Regions from separate parts of the Sus scrofa genome. Here region 1 is linked to region 2. Evidence: chromatin contacts called from public Hi-C data. All regions are on one chromosome and are shown on one strand. Each heading gives the region's core, a stretch centred on a gene start, on an enhancer-like site or on the middle of the called end of the contact. The rest is flanking DNA. Distances are from core to core; before and after follow the strand shown. Region 1 overlaps DAB2IP (disabled homolog 2-interacting protein). Region 2 has its middle 59 kb from the start of GGTA1P.

Evidence for each region. Hi-C and Micro-C count contacts between places; a contact is called where the count stands out from the background.
Region 1: a Hi-C map of retroperitoneal adipose tissue shows a contact between it and region 2, with 1.7 times the contacts expected there. The contact joins two enhancer-like sites. A contact is called at or near these places in 3 of 47 Hi-C or Micro-C datasets (embryonic fibroblasts, epiblast stem cells and retroperitoneal adipose tissue) and 1 of 2 datasets of contacts at active chromatin or transcription factors (skeletal muscle).

The regions. Positions count from the first base shown.
Region 1 is chr1:261,824,920-261,827,896 of Sscrofa11.1, forward strand. The region is part of intron 3 of DAB2IP (disabled homolog 2-interacting protein); the gene reads left to right. Among named protein-coding and RNA genes, the nearest start is that of DAB2IP, 94 kb to the left of the region's middle. Within about 2 kb of position 1,577, at least 25 of the 83 cell types and tissues checked have an H3K27ac peak or open chromatin away from gene starts, as enhancers often do. A contact at or near this core is called in retroperitoneal adipose tissue, where this site is marked.
Region 2 is chr1:261,645,959-261,648,792 of Sscrofa11.1, forward strand. No RefSeq gene overlaps it. Among named protein-coding and RNA genes, the nearest start is that of GGTA1P, 59 kb to the left of the region's middle. Within about 2 kb of position 1,418, at least 15 of the 83 cell types and tissues checked have an H3K27ac peak or open chromatin away from gene starts, as enhancers often do. A contact at or near this core is called in retroperitoneal adipose tissue, where this site is marked.

The DNA.
Region 1 (2,977 bases), core at 327-2,826, 180 kb after region 2:
CCAGCCCCGGGCCTGGCCCAGCGTGAGATGGATACTGGGCAGCCCAGCGGACAGCGATCCCCCTCAGGATCCCAGCTTTTACTCCTGGACCTTGTGACCCAGACCACCCACTCCTCTCTCCAAACCTCCGTTTCCTCTGCTTCTAAAGCCTCCTTCAGCAAATCCTTGGGATTGACTGGGTGTATTCGGGAAGGGTCGCCCCATGAGCCAGGGCTCTCAGACCTACTGGAGCTATGCTCCCCGTTTCTGCTGGGGCGGCGCCTCCTTTGGTCCAGGGCTGTGCAGTGATGTGGGTGCCTTGGTCAGAGCACCTGTCACAGCACTGCCTGCTAAGTCCAGGCTGCCGCAGCATGGACCATCCTGCATATCTGGTCCCCAGGAGCCAGGCCTCGGGCTGCACAGTAACCGTGGCCCGTGGGGAGCCATCTTGTCCTGGTTGCCAGGGTGTGGACCCTCCTTTTCCAGCTCAGCCCTGTTGGTGTTGGGACGCACAGGCTCCTGGGGCTCAGTAGGAGTATGGGGACAGATCACGCCAATTCTAGGGGCTGCTGGGACTTGCCCCGTTGCCTCAGAACCCAGGGCGAGAGGGACCGTGCCTCCAGGCTCTGTCTTCCCAGGCAGTGCGGCCAGCCTCCCTGCCTTTTAAGGACAGGCTCTGTCTCCCCAGGGCCCTGGGGGCCACCAGGCTACTACATTCTTCTCCCCTCCCTTGGGACCCCAGCGGGGCCAGGAGGGAGCACTGGCCTCAGCAGCTGGTTCCCAGGCCAGCGGGACAAGGCTGGGCCTGGGGAAGAGGTGGCTCTGCTGAATATTCCAGGGCGGGGAGGCTGTGCTGTTTGTTTCCTGCTGCTTAATTCCCAGGAGGTCGTTGCCCTCACCCTGACTGTGCCCCAGGACCTGGCCCCTTATATTGTGGCCACAAGTTTCCAGCACAGTTCCCTGGACCTGCCTGGCTGTGACAGGTGGAGGCATGGCTGGCATGTTCTGACCTGACTCCAGAGACCACAGGTCCTGCCAGCCCTCAGTGGACACCTCCTCCGTAGAGACCAACCTTGTCCAGAATTTCTGTCCCCCTCCAGGCATGGTTGTGGCCGTGGGCAGGGGCCTGAGACCACACGGGGGTGTGGGTGGGAAGCGGGGCTGGGGATTCTGCTCTCTCGTAGTCACAGACAGAGGGGCTGAAGTGGCCGCTCAGCAGGATCTCCCGCCCACCCCCAGGCATCCTCTTCTCTTTTCCTTTCACTTCAGGAAATTAAGGGCTTTTATGGGTCTTTGGAGGGGGGGTGGGGGGAAGGCAGCATCCCAGAGCATTTGGGTAGAGTTTGTTTGCAGATGGGACAAACTGAGGCCTGGAAAAGGTAAGAGATTGGTTTGGTCAGGGGAAAAAGGAACAGAATGGTCTGTGAAGTCCCTGTCTCGTCACCCCAAACTTGAGGGGTGTCACCTATCCTAGAAACATCAGCCTTGGTAACAGCATGTAGTCCTTCGTCGGCCTGGTTCACAGCTGTGCCCTCGCTCCTCTAGGGGTGCCTGGCCATGAGGCAGTGAACAGAGCAGACTGTCCTGAGTGGCCTTGACCCCTGCTCTGCCGAGCACCTCCCCTGCGTCGTCTCAGTTGATTGTCGCAGCAGCTCTGTGAGAAGGTGTGTCACTTCTCCCCACTTATAGATGGGGAAGCGGAGGCCTGGAGACTTGAACGAGTTTAAAGTACTTAAGGTTGTGTGCTTTATAGGGAAGCGGGGGCTAGATTTGTCATTAGGGCCTCCTGCCCTGCTGCCTGTCCCCAGCTGCAGGTGTGTGTTTATTCCTGGGCATACGCTGCAGCCTGCCTGTCATGGGACAGCCCCTCTGTGGCGGATCTGAAAGAGGTCTTCTGGCTAGCACGCTTCCAGAGGCGGGGTGTCCACCTCTCTAGAATCGAACCAGCCTGGCCCATTTGGGGACAGTGTGACTGAGCTGGAATCAGCCTCTCCTGGTCTCAGCCCTGCCCTCTGGGGCCTGCTCAGCAGCTCCCTCTGCCCACTTGAGTTCTGGAGGAAGATTCTGAGCCTCTTACTTCCCAGGCTGTCCCTGTCCCACTCTCAGCTTACCCAGCTCCTAGCTGGGAATCTCCTTCCCATGTCACATAGGGCGTTTTAATTATCAGAAGTTTATTTTCAGGTCCCCTCCCTCCCTGAAATAATGGGGAATTTGCTCAACCTCTGTGTCACTAACCTTTTAAGAGAAAAAAAGGATGGAGTTGAAAAACAGCTCATGGGTTGGCTGGAAGGCTATCAGATAAGGCTGCAGCCGGGGGACGGGGACAATGTCCCGTTGTTCCTGCTCCAGCCTCACAATGAGCTGCTGTTGGGGCCTGGCTGTATCTCCACCAGCAGCTCCGCCCTGCCTCTGGCGTGCCCACGTTTCTCTTCCTCTCCGACCTGGAATGAGCGGGCACGGTGTGCAGGTCAGCTGGCTTGTGGCCCTGTGCGCCGCCCGTGGGCAGTGGGGAAGGCAAGGCTTGGGCCAATGCAGTCAAGCTTGGAGTCTGTTGAATGGGGTTCAAATCCCATTTGGCCACCTGCCACCTGTGCAATCTTGGACAAGCCACCTGGCCTCTCTGAGGTACAGTACCTCAGTCCCGCTGGGTTCCCGTGAGAATTAGGTGAGGAGAGAGGTGGGAAGGTGGTGTGGGGTGGGGTTCAGCCCCCCGGGCCTGGTAGTAAATGCTCATCTGTCTGGAGAGATCAGGGCCAGCGTGATGGTGGCTGCATTCGGACTGGACTTGAGGCTGAGGAAAAAGGCTGTGGTCAGGCAGAGACGTGGAGGGGAAGCTGGGCGGAGGCCCCCCAGAGGGAGGGAGGGCCAGGGGCCAGCTGGGGAGGAGAGTCTTGGTGATTGCCAGGATGTGGGGTGAGGGGCTGGTTTTGCGGAGGGCTCAACCCCAGGTTAAGACACTGTGGCTTGGTTCTCCATAGGCTGCGAGGGGAGAACCGAG
Region 2 (2,834 bases), core at 168-2,667:
GCTAATTTATATTAGATTTTAATAAGTCAAGGATACGTGTTGTAATCTCTAGAGCAAGCACTAAAAGAATGAGAAACTAACACGTGAATGAAAAGATGACATGGGTTAATAAAAGATACCAAATCAGGAGTTCAGTGGTAACGAACCCAACCAGTTTCCATGAGGACACAGGTTCAATCCGCTCAGTGGGTTAAGTATCAGGGTTTGCATGAGCTGTGGTCACAGATGTGGTCTTATTCCCACAGCGTTGCTGTGGCTGTGGCGTAGGCTGGCAGCTGCATCTCCAATTGGACTCCTAGCCTAAGAACGTCCACACACCTCGTGTGTAGCCCTAAAAAGCGCGTGCGCGCACACACACACACACACACACACGAATCAATCCAGAGTGGGATGAGAAAGGAGAGAAATTTTTCTTTCTTTCTTTTTTTTTTTTTTTTTTTTTTTTTTTTGTCTTTTTGCCATTTCTTGGGCCGCTCCCGAGGCATATGGAGGTTCCCAGGCTAGGGGTCAAATCGGAGCTACAGCTGCAGGTCTGTCTACACCACAGCCGAAGCAATGCAGAATCTGAGCTGTGTCTGTGACCTACACCACAGCTCACTGCAATGACGGATCCTCTACCCACTGAGCAAGGCCAGGGATCGAACCTGCAACTTCATTTTTCCTAGTCAGATTCATTTCTGCTGCGCCACGATGGAAACTCCAAATATTCTTAAATTGGGTGATGGTCACGCAGGGTTTGTTTCAATTTGATTCATATACTGTACGTACGTTAGATAAATATTCTTTTATCTCTATAGTTAACAAAAAAAATTTTAAAAACAATGCAAGTGGGGAATTCCCACTGCGGCATAGTGGGTTAAGCTGTGGCATAGTTTACAGCTGCGGCTTGGATTTGATTCCTGGATGGGGAACTTCCAGGTGCCACAAATGTGACCAAAAATAAAATAAACCAAAGCAAGTAATAAAACAGGCACATGTAATATGATCTCATTTGCATACATGTATATGTATATTAAAAATAAAGAAAAGGAAACAAAATAAGTGAGACAAATAGAAATATATACATATGTTTTCTCTATAGAGAAAAATCTAGAAGTCTATTTGCCAAAACGCAATCAGTGGATGTCTGGGGCTGGGGGGGGTTTGAATGTGGGGAGGAAACTCAGTTTCTGCTTTATATGAAGTCTACAGAGTTCATTTTTTTTTCAGTAATCATGTATTACTTAAATAAATACAAATAATAATCCACAAATATATTTCCATTCTGAAGAAATACATTTTTTAAATGTAATGAGAATAGGACCTGGTGTGGCTTGCAGCCCTGAAAGGCCTTATAGAATGTGGGCTCTTCACCCAGCGCTTAGTACCAGAAGCTGACCGACCTCCTGCTGTCCTGACCCGCGTCGCCCACACGGTGGCGCTGCGGGGCAGGTTCAGCCGCTCCCGGAAGAGGCAGGAGTGGTGGTGGGAGGGAGTGCGGTGCTGTCGCGGTGGGGAGGGGGGCGGCGCATCTTCAGGAACAGATTTATTTCTTCAGCATCCTGCCGACAGCCTTACCAGGTGGCATCCGGAGCGCTCGCACGCAACGAGCCAGTCTCCCCCGTAGGTGGCTCGGGAGCCTTTCAGCGCCAGCTGCCGGGCTATTATCCGCGCCGCCGTGCTGCCGCCCGACCCACCTCGCGCTGAGTTAAATGCCCTCAGGTATCCCAGTGCCCTGACCGGATTCCCAGAGCAGGCCTGTGGCGCTCTCACGGAGCCTGCTAAATCATGGACCTGTCTCCAGAGGTAGTGAGTTCTCAGTCCCTGCAGGGGTGCAAGCCATGTTGACCCACCTCACCTGTCAAGGGAGCTGCAGGAGGGTGGAGGGGGGTCTCGCCTTGGGTGACTGATTAATCCTGGGTCTCTCTGGGTTGTGAATGGGTGTTTCTCATCTCTATCTCTGAAGTCTCCCACATGTAAATCTGAGCAAGTCGCTACCTGCTTAAGACACTCCATGGCTTCCCATTGCCCTCAGGAGAAGGTCCACATTCCTAAGTCTGCCTCCTGAGGTTCTTCACCACCACCACACCCCCAACCCACCACCACCTGGTACCCCAAGAGCTCCATCACACTGAATCCTTCATTTCCCTCCTACCAATCATGCTCTCTCTCACCTCTGAGCCCTTAGCATGCTGTTCCCATTTGTTCAAACACTTTTCCAACCCCCTTTTTACTTGGCTAACTCTGACTCATCCTTCAGACCTATGTAAATGTTGCCTCATTTAGAAGCCCCTCTGACCTAATGCCACACTTGACTCTAATGACACGCTGATTGCCTGCTTCTCCCTTTGGATGGTGGGTCTCTGGAGGGCAGAGGTTGTCTGCCTGGATCATCATTGCTTTCTCAGGGCCAGGGTGGCACCTCATAGGTGCTTTATGAATTCTTGTGTGTGAACCAATGTTCCTGAATGCGCATCGAGGGCCCTTCCCTTTTTGTTTATTTTTTTAATCACTTAAAAAAATTGTAGTATAGTTAATTGACAAAATTTTATTAGTTTCAGGTGTATGGCAAAGTGATTCAGCCCTTTTTTTTTTTTTTTTTTTTTTTTTTTCTTTTTAGGGCCACACCTGTGGCACATGGAATTTCCCAGGCTAGGGGTCCAATTGGAGCTGTAGCTGCTGGCCTACACTACAGCAATACGGGATCTGAGCAGCGTCTGCAACCTACACCACTGCTCACGGCAATGCCGGATCCTTAACCCACTGAACAACGCCAGGGATCAAACCCACATCCTCATGGATACTAGTTGGGTTTGTTTCCGCTGAGCCACAGCAGGAATTCGCTGGCCCCTTCC